2 separate regions of the Sus scrofa genome follow, and region 1 is linked to region 2. A link is a contact called in public HiChIP or PLAC-seq data. All regions are on one chromosome and are shown on one strand. Each heading gives the region's core, a stretch centred on a gene start, on an enhancer-like site or on the middle of the called end of the contact. The rest is flanking DNA. Distances are from core to core; before and after follow the strand shown.

What was found. HiChIP or PLAC-seq counts read pairs in DNA pulled down with a chosen protein or histone mark.
Region 1: a contact with region 2 is called in an H3K27ac HiChIP or PLAC-seq map of alveolar macrophages. The contact joins two enhancer-like sites. A contact is called at or near these places in 3 of 47 Hi-C or Micro-C datasets (embryonic fibroblasts, liver and omental adipose tissue) and 2 of 2 datasets of contacts at active chromatin or transcription factors (alveolar macrophages and skeletal muscle).

What each region holds. Positions count from the first base shown.
Region 1 is chr1:184,141,177-184,145,368 of Sscrofa11.1, reverse strand. No RefSeq gene overlaps it. Among named protein-coding and RNA genes, the nearest start is that of GCH1, 120 kb to the left of the region's middle. Within about 2 kb of position 2,563, at least 5 of the 83 cell types and tissues checked have an H3K27ac peak or open chromatin away from gene starts, as enhancers often do. A contact at or near this core is called in alveolar macrophages, where this site is marked.
Region 2 is chr1:183,889,523-183,894,009 of Sscrofa11.1, reverse strand. CGRRF1 (cell growth regulator with RING finger domain protein 1) reads right to left here. Exons shown (of 11, transcript XR_002346942.1): 6 at 892-1,031. Among named protein-coding and RNA genes, the nearest start is that of SAMD4A, 24 kb to the left of the region's middle. Within about 2 kb of position 3,004, at least 6 of the 83 cell types and tissues checked have an H3K27ac peak or open chromatin away from gene starts, as enhancers often do. A contact at or near this core is called in alveolar macrophages, where this site is marked.

The DNA.
Region 1 (4,192 bases), core at 1,314-3,813, 250 kb before region 2:
GCCTCATGGTTCCTAATCAGATTTGTTTCTGCTGCACAACAATGGGAACTCCTGGCTTTTATTTTTTAGGGCTACATCCTAGGCATATGGAAGTTCCCAGGCTAGGGGGCGAATCAGAGCTGCAGCTGCCAGTCTACACCACAGTCACAGCAACACGGGATCTGAGCTGTTTCTGCGACCTCCACCACAGCTCATGGCAATGCCAGATCCCTAACCCACTGAGCGAAGCCAGGGATCAAACCCGCATCCTCATGGATACTAGTCAGATTTGTTATTGTTAAGCCACAACGGGAACTCCAATAAGTGTATATAATACCTCTTGGTAGCTAAACAAGAAACTAACTCTGAGTGCCTCCAGTCAGGGGACTGCATGACTGGGGCTGGGGGCAGGAGGGAGACTTTTTGTTTACATTCTTTGTTCTACAAAGCAAGAAAACTTATATCTGATCCTTTTGCTTGAAGACAGGGGCAACTTATCTAAAGGTCTTAAGGCAGAGTCCACACATTTTACCAAGGTTGACGACGCCTTTTATGGCCCTGCCGTGGACTCCATCCCATCCCCGGCCCCTAACCCCCACCACTCCCCAGTCTCCATTCCAGGTGTATGTTTACTTTTTCTCTTTTCCTTTTTAGAGCCACACCCATGGCATATGGAATTTCCCAGGCTAGGGGTCTAACTGGAGCTGCAGCTGCTGTCCTACACCACAGCCGCAGCAACGCCAGATCTGAGCCAGGTCTGTGACCTACACCACAGCTCACAGCAACCATGGTCTTTATTCCTGAGTGAGGCTAGGGATCGAGCCCACATCCTTATGGACACTATGTTGGATTCTTAACCCAATGAACCACAATGGGACCTCTCACGTTTACTGATTTCAGCTCCTCAGACTCACACACTCTCTCTTGTCCCTAAACCTGGGATGCCCTCAGGCTCTCTCCAAGAACTCCTATTTTTTCCTCGGGGTGGCTCCCTCCCTTCAGAGGAAGCTGGGCGGGTTGGCAGGTGTTTCGACGCCCGGACTGATGGGAGGAGTGCCAGCAGCTCTTACTTACCCCCCTCCCATGCCCTCCAGTGGACACCCTGAGCCCTGGGCTCATGTCATTCAGGCTAAGAGACTGACCCCCAGGGGACCTGTTGGGACATCTCAACTTTTCTCTTGTTGGCATAGGACAGACGACCCACTGTTACTGGAGTTCAGCTACTGGGTCCAGAAGGAACTTGGCACTTGTCCCCCATAAGGTGTCTCTGTCTCCAGACCTGCAGCTGGCCAGCACCTACCTGGCACCCAGGAAACCCTGTTGCATGAGGAAAACAGCAAACCCGGGGCCACACTCTGAAGTCTTTCTTGGAGGACGGGTTGGATGTGAACACTACAGCAGGTGAATGAGGGCTTCATTTTTGTGTTTTAGGAGAGCAAAGTTGAGTAGGTTAGGTAATGAAGTCATCCAGACCCCAGAGCACGGGAACCGGAGCAAGCAGGCAGGGTGTGCGCTCTCTGCTCCGAGTCGGACATGCGCGCTGGGTAGTGGAGGGAGGGAAAGGATGTCATGTATGCATTTTATTTCTCTCATCCACCATTTGCTGTCTTGGGACATATTCCATCTTGGATGAGGAACAGGGTCATAGGTCAATGCCAAAAGTGACTCAGTCAGGTCCAAGTACTGGAAATCCATGTTTAGCTTTTCCCTGGAGAACAGATATAGGATAAGCTTAACAGAAAGCAAAGCGGAGGGAGAGGTTCCATTGGACAGATTGGATCATGGGGTTTTGTAGGTTCATCTGACTTCACTCCTGTGTCTGTTGGCATTTTATGGCATGGAAAACTGGAACAAGCTCCCAGGATGTTGGTGCAAACAGGGACACCCTGTCCTGGCTGTGGTCCCTACAGGGAGGTTTAACTGGAATTTCTCCACTGTCTTGAGTTCAGTAGCTCTAGTGGGACCATTTCACTCACCAAAGCTCCAATTTTGCTTCTCCTGGATTGGGCTTAAAAACATAAAACCTCAGAAAAAAATTGTGGAACACACCATTTAAAAACATGCGCTATGAGTCAAATGTAAATACAAAGCTGTCTTTTTATAAAGTCTGAGTTTTATAAGGTTGCCAAAATGTTTCTCTGTCAGTTTTAAAAATTGAAGTAGAAGCCACTGAAGAGTGAAAAATATTCCATGGAGGAGATTCTCAGACACCGAATGGCCAGGTTTATGTCACAGAGAAGTCACTGTGTATGCACAAGAGCCCCTGGGGCAAGGCTGGTGAGCCGATGCCCAGGAGGACACGGAAAGATCACATGCTCCAGTGGAGCCCTGCAGTCATAACTGAGACGTAGTACTGACATTTGCCAAAGTTTCCAACCTGCCAGGCACCCCGTTTCCTACTTCCTGTTTGTACCTGTGTCCCAAACACATGGATAGACCCCCACAAAGAGGAGCCAGCCTCCAGTCTCAAGCCATCTGGGCCAGAACTGAGAGTGGGGAACTTGAGGACCACGGTCTCAGGGTTGCCATGGAAACAGTGCCCTTTGACCCATTTCCAAAGGCCCTAACCTCCCGGTGCCTCTGGACCTTCCTCTTCCTTCCCTTTTTCAAGTACTTCGTGTTCAGCTCTTAGAAATATTCAGTGAACAAAGCACTGGCCATACTTGAGCCAACTTCCAGACACCCCAAGACCTGATGGTCACTGCTCTGCTGTATTGCAGGCATTGTTGGCCCCGGGTGAGGGCAGATGTTGGCGTCAGGATTTCTACTGTCACATCCTGAGGGGAACCTCTCAGGCTGATCTGCAGGCTGACCCCAGAACTTAGGGACCCAGAATAGAAGTCGTTTTTAGCAATTTGACAGAATATTTTTTTCTTTTGAATCCAGTGCAAGATTGGGGTATTGTAATTTTTTTCTTGTATTTATTTTACAGAAACAATTGGACTGTGTGGGTTGGAAGTAAACAGCTACCCCTACAACTAAAATTCGTAGGTGGTTTGAGAAGCACTGAATGAGCTAGGCCACCCCTACAGTGGAGGATCCAGAGGCTGAAGTGCCCAGGGAAGGGGTGGTAGTTTTCAAGTTTTGCGATGTGTGGATAGAAACTAGATGATGGGAGTGCCTGTAAAGCCTGTGGAACAGTTTCTGTGAGGTGGGTGCTGTGTTCCACGTGCTAGCATGGCCCACCGGGAAGGGGGACCTGGACAAGGTGTGGATGGCCAGACCCACCCAGACTGTTCACCTTTCCAGAGTCAGATCAGGTTCTGGTTATAGATGAGATTTTCACTACCCTCGGGGTCCTCCCTTTAGCCTATGGGGACAAATAGGTCTTGGGCTGGTCTTGAGTCAGGGCCACATATAGATGTAGTGTCTGTTCAAGGGGCCAAACCAAGGTAGGTTCACAGAAGTTTGCGATTCCCTCTTCCCGCCCTTCTCACGGGCCTGTAGACTATGGGTTGATTGTACCCATCAGTGCTCTGTCTGCGTTCCTGGCTCAAACCTCAGCCTCCTCCAAGGAAGTGTGCTATAGAGCTGTTTACCCCCTGGCCACCTTTTTTTCTTTTGCTTTTTAGGGCCTCACCCACAGCAGCCTATGGAAGTTCCCAGGCTAGGGGTTGAATGTGAGCTACAGCTTTGAGCCTACACCACAGATACAGCAACATGGGATCCGAGCCGCGTCTGCGACCAACACGCAGTTCACGGGGATGCCGGATCCTTAACCCACTGAGCGAGGCCAGGAATCGAACCCGAATGCTCATGGGATACTAGTCAGATTCCTTACAACTGTGCCAAAATGGGAACTCCCCACCCCCTTTGCATAAAGGCAATTTGATCTCTTGTTGGGAGGGGCTGTTAGGGGAGTCCTAAAAGCTTTACTATGTGAGTAAGCTTTCCTCCAGGGCTGAATATTCCGTTACAGAGACGACTGACAGAAAGCTACAGCTTTGCTGAGAAAAACTGCTAACTAACCCTCTATGGTCCCTCTAATCTCACAACTCTCCTATCTTCCCTCATTCTACACATTGCAAAAGTGAGGCTCGACTTTTCTTATACACGATCTCTTCAGAACACTCAGAGTCACACACTGAGATATAGCTCATTTGGGTTATGGGAATTTCACTTTAGGAGGAAGTCTATTTAATGTCTCAGTTTACAAGGTATTTCTTCATGCTCCCAGGGATCATTTTGGATTTTTTTCCAGTCTCTTGAGCAG
Region 2 (4,487 bases), core at 1,755-4,254:
GTTGTTCCTCCAGCATTCCTTCTCAGTAACAGGCTCTGTCCACAGAGGACTCAGCAAAGAACCTAAGTATTCCCTAACTCTTGTCTCTGACTTGTCCCATCCTATGTTTTATCCGTAACAAACTACCTATTGTTTCTCTAATGTATTTTTCTGTTTCTAGCTCAGTGCCTTGTTCATGTTTCTCCCTCTACCTAGAATTTCTTCCAATCCTAAAAGATAAAGACCTCTTATCTCAATACTCCACATACACGTGCGCGCACGCGCGCGCGCACACACACACACACACACACACACAGAATTGCAAAGAGAAGAAAGAAAAGAAAAATAAGAGAGAGGCAGACTCAGCACATTCCTCTTTATGAAGCTTCTCCTGCATGGGCCTCCCCACCTTTGCAAACTTAACTCTTTCTTTCTTTTACTCTAGTGGTTCCTAGATAATCTTGCAGACAATTTATTTTCCCAAGTACAGAAACAAACAACTGTCATCTATTATTATCATTTAATACTAAAATACCATAATTTCAGGTGAAGGCATTGTTCTTCAAAGGGTAGTGACCTTACATTACCTATATTTGTACTACAGCATCCTTTTCTCACCACCCTGAAGACCAATGAAAATGGCACAGTGTCCTAACAGACTTTTCTTATTAACACCTGTGATACTTTATTCTTCTCTAACGCCTCTGTGTACTAGTTGATAAGTTCCTTAGGAGTAAGGTTTGTGAATTCTTAGTCTTTCTAACTGTGGTAAGCAGTATAGCTCCTAAAGTTAAATAGCTGCTCTATAAATGTTTGTTAAGTCTGAGGAAGAGAAAGCAATAGAGAAAGAGAATTAAAGGGCTAAGAAAGGGGCATAGAAAGAGAAAAATCTTTGGAAAAAAAGCCACCAACTTGTAATTGAAGCTGAAGATGGATTGGTGATCTCTAAGCCAAAAGGATTCTTGACTTGTCTCATTTGCTTTTTGAAAACTCTTGTGTTGAATTGGGTCTCTTCTGAATTTCTCAGAATTACTGGAACATCCCAACCAAACCTGAAGAAAGGTAAAAATAAAAGAACACATACTTTTAACAAATATTCAAACTTTATGTTACATGTAAAGCATATTATGCTTTATTAGTTATTCCTTTTTTTTTTTTTTTTTTTTTTTTTGTCTTTTTAGGGCTGCACCCGAGGCATATGGAAGTTCCTAGGCTAGGCGTCAAATCAGAGCTACAGCTGCCAGCCTACACCACAGCCACAGCAATGTGGGATCCGAGCCACATCTGCAAGCTACACCACAGCTCATGGCATCACTGGATCCTTAACCCAATGAGTAAGGTCAGGGATTGAATCTGCATCCTCATGGATACTAGTTGGGTTCATTACCACTGAGCCACAATGGGAACTCCTATTAGTTATTCCTTTTAGTATCAGAAAAAGATTCAGTTATTCAAAAATTTACATTATATTGCAGAATTAATCCAGAATTAAGGGAGATTAGAGATATCACAGAATTGCAACACATTGTTCAGCTGGCTGAATCAACATACTCTTGAAAACAAAGAGTTCTATTGTTAACAATTATTGATTACAAAGGAGACTCATGATTATAGATAAAAGGTACCTAATATAACAGCAAAAACATAATAGAATTATTGAATTTTTAATGATATGAAAAAGAAATACATATTTAATATGCAGGCTATTTGATATTATTTAGGAGACAAGAGAATTTTAAAGCACCAAATATTACCCTGTATTTATATAACATATTCTCTACTTTTAAATTTCATGTAAAAATGTGACAATGCATACTGAACACACTTAGGGGGAAAATGGAAGGGACTAATCTCAATTTCTTATAAACGTAGAAAGCAGCTAAGTTTATTCAGTTTAAATAAAACAACTTAGAAAAAATAAAAAAAATCAAATAAAACAACTTAGGAGGCGGAACCTGAGCTCTGCTGGGCCCCGCCCTACCAGCCAGCACACCCTGTTCCTGCCCCCTCTGTCCTACAGTGGACCCTGGCCTGGACCCCCATCTGTCCAGAGGCAGATCCTGAGTGCCCCCCCACCATTCGACCACGTCTCTCCCTCCGCCCTACCCAGTGACTGCAAGCCAATCTCGGTGGGACCAGCTGTCCCAGAGCTGCCATGCAGGGCCGGTGCACACCTCCAGGCCCGCCAAAGTCCCCTAGTGGAGCCTGTCTCCCCCAGCCCCGCGTGCAGCAGAGCAGCACCCCCCAAGACCATGGGTGTGGAGGTGAAGTCTTTGGAAACGGAGACTCAGAAGGGACACACACCTCTACTGAGCCAAGAGGCTGACTGCGCAGGCAACCCGCGTGCACACCTCATTCACTGCAGAGCAGGTCAGTGCCCTCGAGTGCTCCTTCCAGTACCACTGCTACCTGGGCCCATGGGGCATCAGCGACAAGCCCAGGAGATGAAGCTCTCCAAAATACAGATAAAAACCTGGTTTCAGAATCAACAGATGAAACACACAGACAGCAACTGCAGGGCTCCCAGCTGAGTGCACCCTTCTCTGCAGCTCTCTTTACACCCCTGGCTCTCTGCCCATCAGCTTCTGCCCTGGGCAGCGTCTGGAGCAGCTGTGCCCTCAAGTATCTCTGGCCCAGCCTCTGGGCTCCTGCCCAGGGAAGCCAGCCTCCCTGGCTTCAAGGTGGGCCTCACCTAGCAGGCAGCCCTCTATGTACTCCCTCCTAGACACTGGCAACCCAGTGCACATGCTGAGCCCAGGCTTGTCCAGGGCAGCCTGGGAGCTGTGGGCCCAGCCACAGACCCCCAAAACCCCACAGCTGAGGTATGTCACACACACTGGGTGTGCAGAGCTGTGTCTGGCATCTACCTGGAGAACAGCCCCACTTGTATTTATGTCACAGTGATGGCCTGCAATGGGCCTGTAAGATCCATTAGTGGGATCTGGAGCCTGTCTCAAGATTATGGACAGTTTACAGTCAGAGACATTTTAAAGCCACTTCCTCCTTGGAAACTGCTAATGTTGGCATTAGGAAGTAATGGGTCAGTGAACAATCAAAAGCCAAAGTGGACTGCACTGTGTTGGGGTCTCACACACAACAGAGGGTAACTTATCAATATAGGTGCTGGAAAACTGGTTTTCCAGTTGGAATACATAAAGGGGGGATCTTATGCTTAAATAAATAAATAAATAAATAAATAAATAAAACAACTTAAAATGCAAACACATTAGTTAAACTAGGGGAATTTAATTATGTTAAGACAGCAAAGTTAAGCTCATACTTTAAAGCCCTCTTTTCTCTCTAAACACTCAGCAGTGATAGATAAAAAAAATAAATAAATAAAAAGGACCTCACTGAAACAAGTAGACAAACAGTGGTGTGTTTAAACAAAGCAATAGTACTACTCATTGATGAAAAGGAATTATTTCTACAACCACGTTGATAAATCTCAAAACAACACACTGTGCAAAAGAGGCCTTACATAAAAGAATACATGCTCTCTGATTCCATAATATGAAATTCTAGAGCAGGCAAAACTAATTTATGGTAGAAATAAAAAACAGAACAGTGGTTGCTTTTGAGGTGTAGGAGTATAAGCTGACTGGGAAAGGACACAATGAAACTTCCTCTGGTGACAGTAATATTTTACATCTTGATTGAGCTCAGAGTTGTATAGATGAGGTGTTTGATGATACTTAAGATATATACATTTCACTCTACACAAATATTACTTCAAATGGAAAAAGAGAGCTACAAACACAAATATTCAACTCTAATAATCTTCAGTACTTATGGATGAAAAGTGCAACTTAATATAAAGCGATCAAGGAATTAAGATGGACCAATCACTAGAGAGAGGGATGGATGGATGGACAGATACGTAATAAATACATAGCGAAATACTGATTGCAGAACCTAAATGATGGGCATTTGTGTGTTCATGGTGTAATTCTTAAGTTTTAAGTTCTGCATGTCTGAAAATTTTAATAACAAATTGTGTTTTTAAAAAAAGAGAGAGACATAGTTGAGTTCAAAGACAAATCTTTATAGGTCTGAAAAGGAAAAGAAATATAAAGCAGTGAGTAAGGCGATGCTGTGGTTTGATGGGTTCTAAGTCTGGCAGCAGGCAGAGGCAACGAAGCCTTCACACAGTAGGAAGGCTTACAGGTTATCCACACAAGACAAGGGCCAGAGCCACATTCACAACTTGAATCCAGGAGTTGGGTTAGGCCAATATGAATATGAGACAGAACTGTTATTATAAGACCTAGTCCTTGATGAAGGTGTAGGAATCTGGCTAAAGGCAAAGATGAAGACACAAGGAGGAAAGGACTTCCCCTAAAATTTAGGTTGCAAACTAAAATTTCAAATGAAATGAATAAATCTAATGCCAAGAGAAAGGCAATAAAATTTCACTCTAGATGATTTTAATTTTATAAAACATTTGGATAAGGCAGTTCTGACCCTGCTTTAAAAAGCAGAAAAAAAGCCGCTAACAGATCCAAGCA